Linked DNA regions of Mus musculus: region 1 is linked to region 2. The links are chromatin contacts, called in public Hi-C maps. All regions are on one chromosome and are shown on one strand. The core of a region is the stretch at or near the end of the contact, and the rest is flanking DNA. Distances in the headings are between cores, read along the strand shown. Region 1 overlaps Ica1 (islet cell autoantigen 1). Region 2 has its middle 15 kb from the start of Gm35446.

What was found. A called contact is a pair of places that touch in the nucleus more often than the background predicts.
Region 1: a contact with region 2 is called in a Hi-C map of the N1E-115 cell line, with 4 times the contacts expected there. The contact joins two enhancer-like sites. A contact is called at or near these places in 2 of 15 datasets of contacts at CTCF or cohesin (large pre-B cells and pro-B cells), 3 of 484 Hi-C or Micro-C datasets (B cells, the N1E-115 cell line and myocytes) and 2 of 115 datasets of contacts at active chromatin or transcription factors (differentiating embryonic stem cells and embryonic limb bud).

The regions. Positions count from the first base shown.
Region 1 is chr6:8,739,659-8,744,055 of GRCm38.p6, reverse strand. Ica1 (islet cell autoantigen 1) reads left to right here. Exons shown (of 14, transcript NM_010492.3): 5 at 1,678-1,801. Among named protein-coding and RNA genes, the nearest start is that of Ica1, 37 kb to the left of the region's middle. Within about 2 kb of position 1,430, at least 26 of the 459 cell types and tissues checked have an H3K27ac peak or open chromatin away from gene starts, as enhancers often do. A contact at or near this core is called in the N1E-115 cell line, where this site is marked.
Region 2 is chr6:7,963,629-7,968,215 of GRCm38.p6, reverse strand. No RefSeq gene overlaps it. Among named protein-coding and RNA genes, the nearest start is that of Gm35446, 15 kb to the left of the region's middle. Within about 2 kb of position 1,970, at least 14 of the 459 cell types and tissues checked have an H3K27ac peak or open chromatin away from gene starts, as enhancers often do. A contact at or near this core is called in the N1E-115 cell line, where this site is marked.

The DNA of each region.
Region 1 (4,397 bases), core at 181-2,680, 780 kb before region 2:
TCACATGTAGGCAAGCAGCAGTGAGTTCTTTAGACTTGTGGTTCCTATCCAACTTTGTGTAGTTGTTGGAGAGATTGATACTAATAATGGGGTACAATTTGAAGAGTAGGGAGCCTGATGGGTTAGTGAAATAATTCAACCTTCAGATCACAGTGGAAAACAGTTTTATTGAGTATGCTGCATATACAGTGTGTGAAGAACTGGCTGCAGGACATGAGTTATGATCAGGGGCTACATCACTTCCCCCAGATAAACCCCCTTGTACCAGATCTGTTGCATGGTGTAAAATGGACAAGAATTCTAGTGACACTTCAGATGTGGTTATAGACACAGATGATATACGAATACACACCTGTATCCTCAGCATGTAGGAGGTAGAGGCCAAAGGATTGGGAAGTTGAGGATAGGACTAAAAATACGGTTCTGTGAGTAAAAAACAATTGCTTTGCAAGCAAAGCATGAAAATAAATTAATAAGAGGACTTCAGTTCAGATTCCAGGACTCAGAAAGCTGGGTATGGTCCATGTTACCTGTTACCCTACAGCTGGCTAGATTGGGAGAGGTGAGGAGGGAGGATTGAGAGGATTTCTGGGCCTTTCTAACCTCTAGCCTTGCTCCATATTTACTAAGAGATTTGTCTCAAGGAAGTAAGGCACAAACTGGAAGAACTTCTTCTCTGGCCTCAGTGACTAGTGCGCATACACCGTACACGGTACCAGTGATGTAGCTCAATGGTAGAGTGCTTGTGTTGCAAGCCCGCACACTTCTGTGTTTGTGGCTCTGACGATGGTGGATGTTTGGGGTCCTTTCTGGCGGTTTCATGGATGTTCGGGTTATATTGAATCAGTTTCTAGAAAAGAAAAATTGTTGCTATTATAAATAATGGCTCTGATCATTTTTGTGACTCCTTTGTTACCTCCTGAGAGTGCACTCAGTAGTACTCCTCACGGTACAAGAGTGATATCAAAAGGATTATACAGTTCCGTGACTTTTTTACATTTTTCTACCAAATCAGTCTGTAGACGGCGGCAGGCATGTGCCAAATCACTGTCTTACTAAATTGCCCCATCTGCCCTTGGCTCTAAAAATAGTTTAAGTAGAACCAATCCAGATTTGGTTCCAGCTCTGTATTTTGAAAATTTACTAACTGGTTTACCTGGGGGCCTAACACATCTTCCGTCCCCACGTCCAACACCAACTTGCTTCCTAGTGGATGAGGGATTTGAGTTGATTTACAAAGGACAGACTGTAACTCAGGCAGCAGAGATCAGAAGTCAGCAAGAGAGAGTAATAGCAGGCAGCTAGCACTGCTTTCTAGGCAGCCACAAAAGGTCCCCACCGTCTGTCTGCCTTGACAAACCCAACTCCTTCATTTCAGCTGGAGGCAGCACATTGTGGGCTCGCTTTTCAGCACAGAGGTCATTTTCTGGTTCTGATTACAGGGCACCAACTCACTGACAGATGTGTTCGAGTGAATTTGATCTCTCCTATTGTGAATGGACTTTAAGTGGTTGGGTGGGGGAGGGGGAGGGACTTACCTTGCAGCCTGCCACTTGGATTTAATTTCCTCTCATCTTTGCCCCAGAAGAAAGAGGGCCTTGTAAGTTGTCTCCCTCACTTTCTTGGTCATAGAAATCCTCACCTGTTCACCTCCTCTTTCCCTGTTTTCTCCACCAGTCTTGTCTCAAGAGGAAAATGAACTGGGAAAGTTTCTTCGATCTCAAGGCTTCCAAGACAAAACCCGAGCAGGAAAAATGATGCAAGCCACGGGCAAGGCCCTCTGCTTTTCCTCCCAGCAAAGGTGTGTGTGTGCGGCCTTCTTGGAAGCTCTGTTTTGGGAGACCCCCAGAGAATCTGGGACCCGCTTCTTCCCCATGGGGAAGTTGCGCAGTCTAGAACCCTTTAGCCTAAACCTGAGGGACTCCTCTCTCTACTTAGCTGGCCCCCACTTCCCTCGGATATAGAGAGCAGCAAGGATTTGTTTTCTTCCCTGGTATTTAATCTTGTTTGTCTTCTGCTCTGTGGGAGGCAATATGTATGCCAATCTTTGTGAGTGATTACATTTGACCTTCAAGTTCTTCATAACAATCAGGCTGATCCCCTTTCAAGCATTTGATTAAAGCAAGAATCTAATGAGACCAGCTTGAAGGGTTCCCACTCTGCTCTCTGAGGGCTAATGAATGGCCTAGAGGTAGTGATGCAGGACCACACCCCTCAGGCCCGAGGCCAGGAGCATCACTTTGGAGCCTGTTAAGAGCAGAATCTAGACCCTGCCCCCACACCCACAAACTCTACCTCTACATTTCAAATGGATCTACAGTTGATTCTGATATACAGCAAAGTTTGACAGTCTCCAGTACAGAGGAAATTGTGACAGAGCTGATGAATTTCAAAACACAACCTCAACTAATGTATCTGGCCTTTAAAACCAACCAACCAACCAAACAAACAAACAAACACCAGTTCTGAGCGTTTGTGCCACACCGCTGCTGCTAGAGAGAAGAGACTCAATCTCTCCTTCCCTATGAACAAGCCCAAGAAAATGTCTCCATTAATATCACACAGAATTATACCTAAAGAAAGCTCTGCAGGTAGTTTCCAAGATTATGTAGGTGCCGGGCAGTGGTGACGCACGCCTTTAATCCCAGCACTTGGGAGGCAGAGGCAGTTGGATTTCTGAGTTCGAAGCCAGCCTGGTCTACAGAGTGAGTTCCAGGACAGCCAGGGCTACACAGAGAAACCCTGTCTCAAAAAACAAACAAACAAACAAAACGACAAAAACAAGATTATGTTGGCTTCAGCAACTCACTTACTCCAGTTGTCTGCCTGTCTCCCCTACTGTTTACCCTACTGCTTTACCTCCCTGTGATCCAAGATCAAGCCATTGATTGGCAACTCACATGAGCGTTCCTATGGAAACCCAAGAAAGGTGGCATTAAAGGGGGGGGGCTGGCAGTGTGTACATGCGTTTCAGTGGCCCCATTCTTGGACACTCTGGTTCTTGCTATATTTGGACCCTGTCTTGTATGCAGTGGCAGCAGTCATAATTGAATATTGCCGTTGCCAGCTGTTCTCTACCACAGTTTAAGTTTTTTTAAAGTATTTTCTTAAAATCTTGAATTGTACCTTTAATGCTTAAAACAAACAAACAAACCAAAAAGAGAAAAGCTCTAAAACAAGTGCATTATAACCCCCTTGGTAGATAATTCTTTTGTGTACATAGCCTCTTTCAATATTATATGGATAATTGATTGCTGGCAAATCAGAGAATAAATGTTCTAATGTTTAGATTGTAAGTTTCACTGATTTCAGTGAGAAAACGTTTAAGTGTGCCTATGTACCAAAACTATGAAAAACAGTGTTAAAATCCAGATCACATTGAGGGTTACTATTATTAATCACATTTGCTATTCTATCTTACGACTACCCAGTTACAGTCTGTATGACTGCATACCAAAATGACCCCACAAAGGATCCATATATAGCACCTTAAGTTACTGTTCTCTTAAACCCCCTCTCTTTCTCTTCCTCAATCTCTCAGTCTCTGTCTCAATCTCTCTATCCCTCCACCTCTTCCCCCCCTCTCTCTCTTACACACACACACACACACACACACACACACACACACACACACACCAGTATAAACAATCAAGAAAACAATGCAAATGCTTGAAAGTGTCTACCATAGACTAGCAGTCAGCAGTCTCCACTGATTTAATGAGGTGCGACCAGCTCATTGGGAAGGTGGCCTCTTCCACAGTGGCGTTGCTTTCACAGCTGCTTGCCAGCTACATGAAGTCACACTTTAGTTCTCCTCAATGTGAAGGAGGCAGGAAAACCCCATAAAATCACTCTGAATGTGAAGTCTTAGTTGAGTGAACATGGTTTAGAGTATTCCAGAATGTTTTTTTTTTAAGATTTATTTTAACTGTATGTGTGTGTGTGTGTGTGTGCCTATGTATGTATGTGCACAGACAGGTGATTACAGAGGCCAGGGGAGAGTTCAGGCCAGGGGCAGCTGGAGTTACAGGTAGTTGTGAGCCACTGACATGGGGCCTAAGAACTGAACTTGGTCTTCTGTGAGCTGTATTTGCTCTTAACTGGTAAGCCAAATTTCCAGTCCTGCTGAATATGTTTTTAGCACAAACAGCACCACAGCAGATAGATTTTGTATGTAACAGTGTATGGTAATAACTTAACAAATTGATGTTTTATTAAATAATGGTAATCTTTTAGATTTTCATTGTGTAGATACAGGATCCTATTACCTGGGCAATGCTCTGATATACTCAACCTGAGCCTCCTTGATTTTTTGTTTTAAGGGTGGTGTGTGTGTGTGTGTGTGTGTGTGTGTGTGTGTGTGTGTGTTCAGGTCTTCTGCAAGAGTAGTACTCACT
Region 2 (4,587 bases), core at 721-3,220:
CTCAGATAATGTAATAGTTATAGCCTCCCTGATGTCCAGCCACACCCTCCTCCTCTAGGTGGCAAGTTTCCTACCTAATGCTTCCTGTCCTGGATTACAAAGCATTTGTCCTTTCCGCTGGAATACAATATCTGTTCCTTTGTGTGAGGTGTTACTTGAGAAAGCTTGTCTTAGGAGAAACAAGGGCTTGCCATGGGGGAAAAGAAATTGAGGTTTAGCCCTCTGTATCAAAAGTGCATCAATGCTATCTGCCTAGAGTAGGGCTCATTTTTAGGTTAGTCCATTCTTAACTAGGCTGACCAATCCACACTCAGGACACTGATTTACTCTTGGGTCTTTGATTTCATTGGAGGAAAGTTCACACAGAAACCTATTGTCCTTGGTCCTCTCATGGCACCCTTTCCAGCTCTTCTTGCCCATTGATCTTTCCACTCTACCTTGATGCACTAGGGTGCCTCTCATAGGCAGCTCTTCAATGTTGCAGAAGCCAAGAGAACAAAGCTCCCAACGCAGGCAGCCCACTTCATCTTAGAAAAGTACATGCTTGCTTCTCTGATGTTCCTGGGTTTGTTTTCATTTTATGTGTTCAAGTTCCTCATTTGATTTTCTGTCCCTACTTCCCTTATACCCCCTCCAATTATACTGCTATAAACCCAATCTTCTTCAACTCTTCTAGAAAGGTAAACAGGAAGCCAGGGGCCTAGAAAGCATGCTTTCTCTTGCATTCTACAAAAGAGGCCTACTTACTTATGGGATAATTTCCATCCTCTCCTTCAATACTGGGGAGCCTCTTACAAATCAGGATTGTCATTTTTACTTCTGCTGAATCTAGTTCCTTAAATTATATTATTAGACTTTTAGATTGGCAAGAGAACCTTGCTGGTCTAAGTTTTTAGGTTATAGTGAAGAAGTCATTTCTCAGTCTGGTGTCTGTTATCTATCTCAACATTTGCAAGACAAAGATGTGCAAGGAGTCAGAGAGTGTAGAGCATAAACCTTGTCATTTGAGATGCATAAGTAGTGTGGCTGCCCCCAATGAGATATAATCTCTTCATCCATTTCTGTGGTTCATTGAGTAATGCTTCATGTTCAAGATGAAAGGTTGAAGCAATTAGTGGTATTTGAAGAGTAATTATGAAGAACTGAAGAAGCTTTTGCAAGCCTTAGGTAATCACACATTATTTTTACGTGTGTGAAATAAAGGCCACAGCCTAGACCTCATTTTTATGTCTGTTTTGAGAATTCTCCAATATTAGGGAATATGTGAATCTAATTGGAAAGGGAACTCTCTCTGACTCTTGGGAGAAGGGACAAAAGCAATCTTGGATCAACTAGTGACATATTAAAAGTAGGCAGAAAATACACCCAGGGAAGTCCCCAGACCTTCCTAACTAGAAAATGGGGCCCAGTGAAAAAACAACTGGGAATGTGCATAGGTGCCTCAGTGACAGAAGCCAAGTCAAAAGAAGTTGATGTCAGTGCATCAGGAGCACCATCCACAAATGGTGATGAGCGACGGCAGACTCTCATATGGTAGAACTGCTGGTCAGCCCAAGAGCAAGAGAAATGTCAGGTGGGCACATGGCCAGGGGTTGAGGCAAATCTAGATTGTCGGTTGTTACGTCAAAATAAGTAGTAGCTTGACTGGAGCATCTCAAAGAAACGTAGGAGGAAAACTCCCCAGCAGAAAACCAAAATCTTTGTCTGACTTATCCCTAGAGACTCTTAGCATGAGCTGAACAGCAGAGGCCAGCAGCAGGAGGAGGAGCGATGTGCATGTCCAGATGGCTGCAGGTGTTGCTTGCTGGCCACACATACCTAGCAGAAAAGACACAAAGTCTACTGAGGATAAATCAGTTTCAAGTTCTTTGGCAACGTGCCAAAGGGTTCCAGACAGGAATTACACCCTGCTTCCCAACGCTGTAATTCTGCTGCTGTCTGCTGAGGGCTGCACAACAGAGCTGTGGAAGAACTCCCTCAGTCTTCCTTAGTCACCCCCAACCCCCCTTCCTGTGACTCTTGACAGAGGATGTTTTCTCCTGCGGCAGCCTCTGTGGTCTTTATTTATTGAAGACATATTTAGCCATCGTAGTGAACCACATTCAATGACCTCTCATTAAACATACAAGACAGGGCATAGTGGGACACAGATGTTGAACCGTTCCCTTCATTCGCCATGCCTGTTCTCATTATCTCTGCCACTGTACAAACGAGACCCCTTCCTTCTGCAGAGTAATTACCCTTTCTCTTCCCTCAGTCTTGGAGGCTCCTCTTCAGCGTTTTGCATGGCTGCTCTGCTCTTCATAACTTAACGTCTCTGATTAAGGGCCATGACCTTCTCCGACTGAGCTGTCTAGGGTCATTTTTCCCCACAGTGACTCTGTCCCACATTGCTTGTTTAGTTTTGGTTGCCTCTTCTAAGGTCCAGTGCCTTGTAGGTCTTGCTCTCTATATCCCCAGAAGCCAGCACAGTATCCTGTGTGTACTAAAGTGTCCCAATGAGTTTGTCTGAGTTAAATGGGTGAATGAATAGATTGTCTTAGGGGGTGGGTGATAGGTTAGGTTGGGAAAGTCAGAGGTCTAGAGTCCTGTGTTTCATGGAAGTCAATCAGAAATTCTTCTTGCTCATCCTCCTTCCCCTGGCTCATCCAGCTTTTTGTTTTGATTGTCTCTGATACCTTTAGTGATGGACAAGCACAGGGAGACAACAGTTTATAACAGTTTATCTGCGGATTTCAAGCACAAATGAAACGGCTTCCAAGATTCTGCATCAGGTAGACTGCTTTTCTCCATTTTCCCTAGCTTCACAGCCACAGCTCCTGTAAGGACAAAGCAACAAGAAAAAAGCACAAAATTTTGTCTTAAGTTCTACTTGACATGGGAACTTTCATCAGGAAATAAACAGCCCTTCTCCTAAACCTAGGCAACTTTGGATATGTTTTATCCAGGCCAGGTATCCCTTTTCTAAAAGGGATTATGCCTTCCTAAAATGTTTGGGATTAGAAGTGTTTTGGATTTTAGATTATTTTTCTGGTTGTAGAATTTACAAATGTAAAAAAATTACCTGTAGATAATAAGTCTAAGCATGGCATTAATTAATGTTTAGTATATGCCTTATACATTAATCTAAAAGTAATTTAAAACATTTAAAAGAATTTTGTACATGAAACAAGGTTTTATGGGATGAAATTTTCCACTATGATAGCATACTAGTATTCAAAATGTCTTAGACCTAGCTGAATTTCAGAGTTTTGATTTTTGGTTTAGGCCTTCTCAAACTGTAATGAATTCCGAGAAGAATGGATAGGAAAGGTTTTGGGTGATAAACAGGAAGACTTAGCAGAATTCCTGTGATGGTTTGTATATGCTTGACCTAGGGAGTGGTATGGTTAGAAAGAAGGTGTGGCCCTGTTGGAGTAGGTGTGTCAGTGTGGGTACGGGCTATAAGACCCTCATCCTAGCTGCCTGGAAGCCAGTATTCTGCTAGCAGCCTTCAGATGAAGATGTAGAACTCACAGCTCCTCCTGTACTATGCCTGCCTGGGTGATATTGCCATATTTTCACCTTGATGATAATGGACTGAACTTCTGAACTTGTAAACCAGCCCCAATTAAATGTTGTCCTTATAAGAGTTGCCTTGGTCATGGTATCTGTTCACAGCAGTAAAACCCTAAGACAATTCTGTTTGGCATTTCTGCATCTGTGTTCTTAATGCCTTTCCTCCGGAAAATGTCTCATATGAGGTTATCCTTTTTTACTTTTTAGATATTTAAAAAATTTTTTGAGATTATAATATAATTGTGCTACTTCTGGCCTTTTCTCTCTCCAACCCCTCTCATATTGCCCTATGTATTTTCCTCCAAATTCATGCCTTTTTTTCTTTAAATTGTTATGGCATGTATACATGTATATGTATACACATATATTTCTAAAAATAACCTGCTCAGTACATACAATGTTACTCATATATATGGCTGACCGTTTGGGACTGAACAACCAATTGCTGTGCTCTTTGAAGAAGACCACCTGGGTCACTGCCAGTTTTCCTCAGTTGCCTATAGTTCTTTGTATGGAGTTGAGGTCTCATGAGCTTTTCCCATCTACTTTGGCTTCAAATGAGGTTGTTAGGAGCTGGCCCTGAATTCTTCGTATGGTTTATGAAGGAGAAGAAGAACGTTGCATTCGAGGGACTGCCGGAAGGAAACTGCCGACATGACTGCTCCATTATTAGGGAACATTTTAATTGTGCATAAGAGAGAGAACAAACAAGAGGCATCTGGAACGCTCTAGAGTAGAGATGCTAAAGTAGACTGAACATGGCCAGGTCTAGGGAAGTGTGAGAGTGGGAGAGAATAGAGACAAGAGACAGCATAGTCAGACAAGCTGGAGACAACGAGAACAAGAGAGACTAGGTGTTGGGATGGTAAAATATTGAGTTATAAGGAGGGTGAGTATCTGTGGGACAAGAAGAGTCCAGAGACTGATGCGCATGTGTATGTGTGTGTGTGGGGGGGGGGAATGTGTGGGTGTGGGTGTGGGTGTGTGTGGCCTTGAAATGTACAGCAAGTACTTGTCAGCAGGCCCGAG